Regions from separate parts of the Mus musculus genome. Here all the other regions are linked to region 3. The links are chromatin contacts, called in public HiChIP or PLAC-seq and promoter capture Hi-C maps. All regions are on one chromosome and are shown on one strand. Each heading gives the region's core, a stretch centred on a gene start, on an enhancer-like site or on the middle of the called end of the contact. The rest is flanking DNA. Distances are from core to core; before and after follow the strand shown. Region 1 has its middle 43 kb from the start of Gm32881. Region 2 has its middle 19 kb from the start of Depdc1b. Region 3 overlaps Pde4d (phosphodiesterase 4D, cAMP specific).

Region 1 (2,708 bases), core at 132-2,631, 810 kb before region 3:
CCATGCCCCACCACCCCCCACATACACACAATATACAAAAATGAAAAAATAAACATGAGAGGGAAAAGCTTTGTAAAGGGAGTGATCTACATTTTCATTTAATAAAAAGTGAGAACAAAATCAGGTAGGCATGGTGGTGCACACCTTAAATCTCAGCACTCTGGAGGCAGAGCCATGTCGATCTCTGTGCGTTCAAGACAGAGAGTTGGTCCACAGGTTGGTCCACATAGTAAGTCCCATACTATCCCGTGCTATGCACCAAAGGGCTGTTTTTAACAAAAAGACAAAGCCAATCAACTTGACAAGGTAGTTTTAACGTAAGGTAGGTAGGGGAGACAGGCTGCATAAGATGGGAAAGTAGATTGGTTGAGAGATCCACTGTACTACTTGAAATGGATATTAAGTGGCCCCAAGAAATCTACACAGCAAAACCCTGGTCCTAGCTGACCAGTCTGTTAAGATGGAGTAGAGTTAGGGCTGGTGGGTCACGTAATTGATTTTGGCCTTGAAGAGGTTTTGGGGATCCCAGCCTCTCCTCAGTCTCTGCTTCCCTGTGTGTGAGGTGGGCTGCTTTCCTTTGCCACAGGCTCCACTGTTTCAGACCCAAAGCTATCGTGCCAAGCAACCGTGGTCCAAAGTGTAGAAACTGGGAGCCAGAACAGATCTTTAAAGTTTGTTTTTCTCTGCCACTTTGTCATGGTGACGGTAAGCAAATGAGCATACTGGTTTCTGTTTATTTGTTTGGTTGGTTTTTGTTTTGTTCCGTTTTGTTTTTCAGGTGGTCTGAAACAAAAATATAGGAGAGGCAGATTGAATGAAAATAAGACAAGAGCTTTATTGTCAAGTGAAAGTCTTATATTTCATTATATGCTAAAGAAAATGTCAATAAAAGGATTAAAGAAAGATAAAAACAGTGATCTTTTCCATTTAAGCCTTACCCTTCCGTTCCTCTTCCTGTCTCCTCTACTTCCTCGATGCATACCAAACGATTTCTATGCAACTATTTCAATCTAATTGATTTGGGTTTCTTTGTCTCTCCTCCTTCTTTCACCCATGCATTTGGCACAGACACTTTAACAACTATTAACAGTAAAACTACCACTTCCCTTTTTGAGGTTTATACTCTAGATATTAAAATTACAGTTTTTTTTAAAATAATTTACAATCCAACCCAGACAAGAAATAGCTCATCTCCACAGTGATGCTATATATAGCTAACTCACTAGAAGTCAGGAAGTAACTTCATCAGTCAGATGAAGGGCAAACTGAAAACCTGAGGCTACTGATGGCTGGCCAATCACAAGTCTGTTTAGAGAAGGAGGCAGGCTGGCCCATGTTTCTGAAGAGTTGGCAGCTGTTCCTTTATGCCCCACACCCCACCTCCCTGGACTCCACCAGGTGTGATGCGGTCCCCATGGCCTTTCAAGCACTATAGAGCAAGCATCATTAGCATATCCTTCAGTGTCTCTTTGCCCTTGCCTCTATATATAGAACAGAAAGTCAAACGACAAGAGTCACCTAATGAAACAAGCCAAAATTAAGAGGACAGTGAAAAGAAAACTTTGGAGGGGAGAATGATGTTAGTGGTGGAAATTATAGAGACTAATACAATTGATATAGCCATGACAAGAAAAATGTGGCATTCACAAAAGATACAAGCTAAATGGAAAAGTGGGTTTTGCCATGGGAGGTGAGAAGAAGGGAGAAGGTATTTCTATTCTTTTTTATGATTTATTTATTTTTATTTGATGTGCATTTGTGTGTGTGTGTGTGTGTGTGTGTGTGTGTGTGTGTGTGTGTGTGTAAGAGTGTCAGATCCCCCGGAACCAGAGTTACAGACAGTTGTAGCCAACCATGTGAGTGCTGGGAACTAAATGCAGATTCCCCTGAAAGGACCACCAATGATATTAACCACTAAGTCAACATCTCTGCAGACCCTGGGAGTAGATATTTCATTGTGATAAAGATATGAGAGATGTGTAAGAAGTCAAAGATAGGTCTTTCAAAGGATATTGGTAGAGGCATTTATGTACAGGTATGATGACCTAAGTCCCATCACTAGACCCCATAAGGTATCAGGAAAAAAACAATTCCTGAGCATTGTCCTCTGAAGTAACTTACATCCTACATTCATTCTCTCTCTCCCTCCCTCCCTCCCTCCCTCCCTCCTTCCTTCCCTCCCTCCCTCCCTCCCCCTCTTCCTCTTTCTCTGCCTCTCCCCTCCTTCCCTTTCTCTCTGTCTCTTTCTCTCTCTCTTCTCTCTCTCTCTCTCACATACACCATTGAATGAATGAATGAATGAATGCATGCATGCATGCATGCATGAATGAATGAATATATGCATGCATGCATGCATGCATGAATGAATGAATATATGCATGCATGCATGCATGAATGGATGAATGAATGAATGAATATATGCATGCATGCATGCATGCATGCATGAATGAATGAATGAATGAATGAATGAATATTTTAGAGGATGGAGGGATGCCTTTTAAAAATACGCCTTAGATTTGGGTGCCAAGGATTCAAATCACAGAACTGACACAGTTTCAATTAAAATACCCTTAAGATCTTTGTATATGAAAAAGCTGAATAAAATATGAAGAAGATATTTAGAATATTTCTCCTCTTCTCTCTGGTTTCTTGGGGCATCTTTCCATATTTCTTCACCACACTTCCATGTATAATACTCTCCCAAGATC
Region 2 (2,700 bases), core at 166-2,665, 940 kb after region 3:
TTCGCTAAGCAATGTTTGTTTTTTTGGTTTTTTTTGGTTTTTTTTTCTGTAACTCAGGCTGCCCCAAATTCACAACCTCCTGTATTAGCCTCCTGAATGCTAGGAATTGTAGGAGTGAGTTTGTGCTACCTGGCCCAGCCTAAACATCCATATTTGGTGTGAGGTTAACTGAAGCTGTTCTTAAACTTCAGTGATGGAATTAGGGGGCCTAGATGACCAAACCCAACAAGATCTCTTCTTAACTTAAAAGTAAAAAAAAAAAAAAAAAGGTCTCAAAAATTATGAAATAGGCAAGAAACAGCCCCCCCCCCTTCCAGTGGTCAGGGTGGGGAGCCTACAGAGCTTAACACACCTCAGAGGATTGTTCTGTGCCCTTGCCACTGAATGTCACCAGCACACTCACATGTGCCTGGGGCTAGCCACAGAGCCCGTGCACGAGGGGGTGGGTGGGTCGGATGTTCAGCAGGACACACAGACTTTCTCTTTAGACTGCTTATCTTGATGGGGGAGATAAACGTGAGTTGGGTGATTATATATATTTAAATCAATATGGCGTAGAAGCTCTGAAAAGTAGGCTCTTTGACTTTCTGGGAACATATCAGGAATTGGTTCTAAGTAGTAGGGACATAGCATCCTTAAGAATTTGAACTGAGATAAAATAATCTAAAATATTGGTAGGGATTTCTCAGGCCAAGGGATGGGGTTTGTGGCACTGGGGGTGGGGGGTGGGGCAGCCTGAGAGGGTGATATGGAGAGGTAGTCTGGTGACCAGGGCCATACAGAGGCACAGAGAGAAACTTACAACAGCTGAGAATCCAGAGATCAAACCGGACAATAACCATGACTGTGAAGCTGGGCAGATGCTGTCTCTGTGGGGTCTTGAGGGCAGCCCTCCCCCACTCCTACCCCAGCAAAGCCGAAAGCCATTACAGGGCTTACACAGAGATGCATAATTAAGTTTGTGTTTTACCATTAAATTGGCTAATGGAGCATACTGGCTGGAGCAAGGAGGAATGCTAGCTCTCCAGACAGAAGGCTCTGCTGGCAGCACAGGATGCTGGCAAATACATTCTAGGGCGGGGCCTGTGAAACATCACTGTCACTTCCTGCCACTGAACAAGCACACACCCTTTCTGTGGCTTCCTAAAGATTTCTACAAGCATTAAGGAGTCTAACTAAACTCTAACCTAAGCGCTCTATCCTAACCCGCCCCCCTCCGCATCCCCCCTTTTTATGCCTTCTAGGGAAATGCCACGATGAGGTTGAGTTTGACCCTGTGAGTTTGGGAACACAAACATACCGGAGTCTGCAAACATCAAAAGCTTCCTAAGTGGAGCGGAGATGCATGGGGGAGGGAGAGGAAATGCGGAGAAGCATTTGACTCTTTGGAGGGGAGGAGGGATGGGAGAGAGGAGGACAACTTCTCTGCACAGGCTTGGTATCACTCTCCCTCGTCCGGAAGTCCTTTTGCCCTGTAAGATACAGCCCTGGAAAGAGTCTGAAATAAGGAGCAGCTCTAAGTGGGGAAAGATCGAGAGCTTCGGGGAGATGGTGCAAGCGCTGGTGAGGGAGGGATGGGGAATTTTAGCCTTGATAGCTAGCTGAAAGACAGTTTTTTGTTTTTTAAGGAAGATAATGCTGAGTATTGCTTAAAACCGTTTTTGTTTGTTTCTTTATTGGTTGTTTGGTTGTTTTTTTTGTTTTTGTTTTTGTTTTTGTTTTTTTTCAAGACAGTTTCTCTGGGTAGCCCAGCCGGTCCTGGAACTTGCTCTGTAGACCAGGCTAGCCTCGAACTCAGAGATCCACTTGCTTCTGCCTCCTGAAATGTGGGATTAAAGGCAGGATTGAATGTGGGATTCAGGAGCTGGCCCCACTCCTCATCTGGGCAAAGCAGGATCGAGCGCTGGCCCCTGGAACCCAGGCCCAGGATTGCTGGCTGGCAACTTCTACCCAGGCCCAGATCCAAGGCTCTGAGTTGTCCCACCCCAACATCTTCTTCATCTATGAACTGTTGGAGCATGCTCAAAAGGCTGATTCAATAGAACCAAAGCTTTAGGATCACCATGACACAGGATAACAACAGGATATCCTAGAGGAGTCCCCATGAAGATCCAATATTGAGAGGATAGCACAAGCCAGAGGCCTTGAACCAGACCAATGACTCACTGCAGTGAACCTTTGCAAGTAAAAATGTGTGGACGAAAGGGTACACTGTGGGACACACTGTAGCTTCCATGGCGAGATGGTTTTTATTTTTATTTTTTGTTTTCTTTTGAGGGAAGCTGAAGTGGTGGAAGGCAGATGCGAAGGGGCAGGAAGATGAGTGGAATTGGGGTGCATGATGTGAAATTATGCAGAATCAATAAAAAGTTATTTTAAGCAGATATAGAGCCAGGTATACGTGATCAATAGTCCCAGCACGTGCGAGACTGAGACAGGGAGGTTTACAATTTGGAGCTACCCAGGACAACATAGTGAGGCTCTGTCTAAATGAATAAATAGCCAGTGTGCTTAGGCATGCCCCCACAGTCTCTCAAGTTCATTCTCTCCTGTATGTAGTGAATTTGAGGCCAGTATAGGTTGCATGAAACATTGTTTCGATGACAGTATAGGTTGCATGAAACATTGTTTCGATGACAACAACAACAATAAAAGTACATACAAAGCTGTACACACTACTCCAGAGAGACAGGAGAATGA
Region 3 (2,700 bases), core at 76-2,575:
GAGAGCATAAGGCCCTCAAACCTGAACTGGGAACGTTGAGCTATCTTTAGGAGGTCCCGGAAAAAGTTAGATGGACGGCGATGGGAACTGCTCCAGTGGTGTGGGGGAAAGCAACTGGAGAGTAGAGGTTGTACCCTTTGGTGCTTAGGGCTAGAGATAAAGGCAAGGTAAAGGGGAGGAGGGGTTAGAAAGTTTATTTATTAGAAATTTATTACAGGTAATAAGGTGAGTTTTATAAAGAGAAAATTAAAAAAGATGAAATCTAAAATACAACATAAATATGTGTATATATATGCAATATACATATACTAATATATGTGTATTATATCATATACATATACATACACATACACATACACATACACATACACATACATATATATGTGTGTATATAACTTCTAACCAAAAATCCTATTGGCAGAGAGTCAGTGTGCTCCGAAATCAGGATTTGCCTGAACAGATAACAGTTTTCTCGATGGGAACAGAGGTGTTGGTGGGAGAAAGAATAGCAAACTGAGAATCCTCATTCAAGGAAGACTGTCCCAGGGTTGGGAATGACAAATTGTCTCACACAGTGACAATTGTTTCCAGAATAAAAATGAGCAGAAATCCTGTGCTCAGAAGGAAGAACCAACGGCGGCCAGCACTGAGAGGCAAGCGAGCAGCCTCGTGAAGCCTGGTGTCCGCCTGAGCCACAGCCCAGTAGATCAAGCTGCCTGGGCAGGTGTACACGTTGGGCCATTCTGTGTTCCGAGGAAGAAGCTCTTGAATCACGGAGTCAGCGTGAACTCTGTACTCTACCGTATGCGTGATATGCTGTGTACAGTCTGTGTTTCTTGTTGTGCTAAGACTCAAGGTGTTCTGGCTTCTTCTGGATGATAATTAATATGACTTGGAATTATTGCACTTTTATTGGTTTCCCTGCAGCCATACAGTGTACTTAATGAGTCATTATATTTTCGCTTTTATACAAGTGAAAACTCATTTTCAATGTGAGCGAAAAATCATGCCCCTCTATATGTGTTATTTTTCTAAGACGAAAATGAGTCCTTAACTTAATTCCATTAGCCTTGTGTCTGTGGAAGTTTTCTATTTAGTGGCCTCCTCTGTAAGGAGGGAACTGGTGCTCTTCTAGGAATAGAGTTAGATCCGGGTTCGGCTTCACAAAGAATCAGTTCCGGCGCTCTGAGCTCTGTGTATCCAGAACTGCCGCTCTCATTAAAAAAAAAAAAAAAAAAAAAAAAATTGAGTGCCCTGAGCTAACATGGCATCCCGCAGCACAGCCAGTTGAAATGAAGCGGCAGGAAGTGCTCTTTGGTGGGAGTAGGGAGGGGGAAGGGAGAGGAAGTGACATCGTTCCTGTGGGCTCTACTCCACACCAGTGACAGAGGCGCTTGAAGCCCCAGGCAGTTTAAAAAGAACTGAAGAGCACAGAGTATCTCAATGCTCGTCAAAAACAAAGACACGGCAGCTACAAGGGACAGTAAGTAGGTTTGACATAAAGCCCTGAGAACTAAGACTTATAATCATGCATTTTCAAATACTCAAAAAACGAAGTAATGATGGGCATATTTAGAAATGTCACATTTTAGCCTGGGGAGGAAGAAGCCACTTCCCCCACCCCCACCCCCACCCCCACCCCCTCTTAGTGATTGGCCCAGAGTTAAATTTGTCATGGAGATGCTGAAGACTAAATTCACAATTTTACCCATTGCAAAGTCTTCAGGACTTTGTAAAAATAAAACCTGAAACAAGAAAATGACCTCAAGGGTTGAAAAGAAAAAAAAGAAAAAAAAAAAAAAAAAAAAAACGAATAAGCCGTTTCCCAGGAAAGAAAGATTACAGCAAAATCATTGTAGTGTGTATGGAAATTTCAAAGGGTGGTGAAGTGTATTCTGATGCCCAAAGACAATAACAGGATGCTGACCAAAGCTGTTGAGCTGCAAGCAGCTCACTCACCTCAGGACCTACGGAGCCATTGACGTTGCTTTTTCTCTTTCCTCTTCCTCTCTTTGTCCTTATCTTTTTTTTTTTTTTAACCTTTTGCCCTCTGCCTTCTCCTGTCCTCTGTCTTTCTGTTTGTCTTTTAACTGAGCCTAATATAAAATTCATGGTAGCTGATAAGGAAATCCATCTTATATCACGAAAGACTATCCTTCACGTTAACCCTGGACAGGTATAATCTGCCATTTCTTCTGTTCACTTTATTTTCATTGGATGCCATCACAATTCTTCAAAGCTAACCCCGAATGAGTATGGGGTGGGGTTGGGGGAAAACACATACGTGTTACCAATACTCTGTGCAGAGGAAAATGCTCCCCAGCTCTGTGGAAGAAATACTTCTGGAATGCAGCCTCAGACCTGGGGCCCTTCATCCTGTTTATCAAAGCATGATCCACTGTGGCACGTTGGAGGAAACAATGTCAAAAGAAGAATGGGATCCAAGAGAATTCAAGCACACCTCTTATTTTAAAATTCTCCATTAAGTGGAGCTCAGTTCTTTGTAATGCACACACAGTCTAAATACGTTGTCCTTGGATGGAGAACACATCAATTATTAAAAGCCACAAGAAGAAACATTCTACTTGATCTTAGCCAAAGGCTAAAAAGCAGTGACTGTGATAGTGGGAGGGGAGTTCACAGTGTTCAGAGCAGCACAAAGCCACCTTAGAGAACCTGTAGGGGGAATTCTGGCTCCTC

Evidence for each region. Promoter capture Hi-C pulls out the DNA fragments that hold promoters and counts their contacts. HiChIP or PLAC-seq counts read pairs in DNA pulled down with a chosen protein or histone mark.
Region 1: a contact with region 3 is called in a promoter capture Hi-C map of embryonic stem cells, with 3 times the contacts expected there. The contact joins two enhancer-like sites. A contact is called at or near these places in 1 of 39 promoter capture datasets (embryonic stem cells), 4 of 484 Hi-C or Micro-C datasets (CD4 T cells, the HPC-7 cell line, embryonic stem cells and 1 more), 1 of 115 datasets of contacts at active chromatin or transcription factors (embryonic stem cells) and 1 of 9 other capture datasets (embryonic stem cells).
Region 2: an H3K4me3 HiChIP or PLAC-seq map of bone marrow-derived macrophages shows a contact between it and region 3, with 4 times the contacts expected there. The contact joins two enhancer-like sites. A contact is called at or near these places in 4 of 115 datasets of contacts at active chromatin or transcription factors (bone marrow-derived macrophages, embryonic fibroblasts, large pre-B cells and 1 more) and 1 of 9 other capture datasets (embryonic stem cells).

Annotation. Positions count from the first base shown.
Region 1 is chr13:110,047,629-110,050,336 of GRCm38.p6, reverse strand. No RefSeq gene overlaps it. Among named protein-coding and RNA genes, the nearest start is that of Gm32881, 43 kb to the right of the region's middle. Within about 2 kb of position 1,381, at least 23 of the 459 cell types and tissues checked have an H3K27ac peak or open chromatin away from gene starts, as enhancers often do.
Region 2 is chr13:108,296,161-108,298,860 of GRCm38.p6, reverse strand. No RefSeq gene overlaps it. Among named protein-coding and RNA genes, the nearest start is that of Depdc1b, 19 kb to the left of the region's middle. Within about 2 kb of position 1,415, at least 227 of the 459 cell types and tissues checked have an H3K27ac peak or open chromatin away from gene starts, as enhancers often do. A contact at or near this core is called in bone marrow-derived macrophages, where this site is marked.
Region 3 is chr13:109,238,101-109,240,800 of GRCm38.p6, reverse strand. All of the region lies in intron 3 of Pde4d (phosphodiesterase 4D, cAMP specific), which reads right to left. Among named protein-coding and RNA genes, the nearest start is that of Mir582, 85 kb to the left of the region's middle. Within about 2 kb of position 1,325, at least 107 of the 459 cell types and tissues checked have an H3K27ac peak or open chromatin away from gene starts, as enhancers often do. A contact at or near this core is called in bone marrow-derived macrophages, where this site is marked.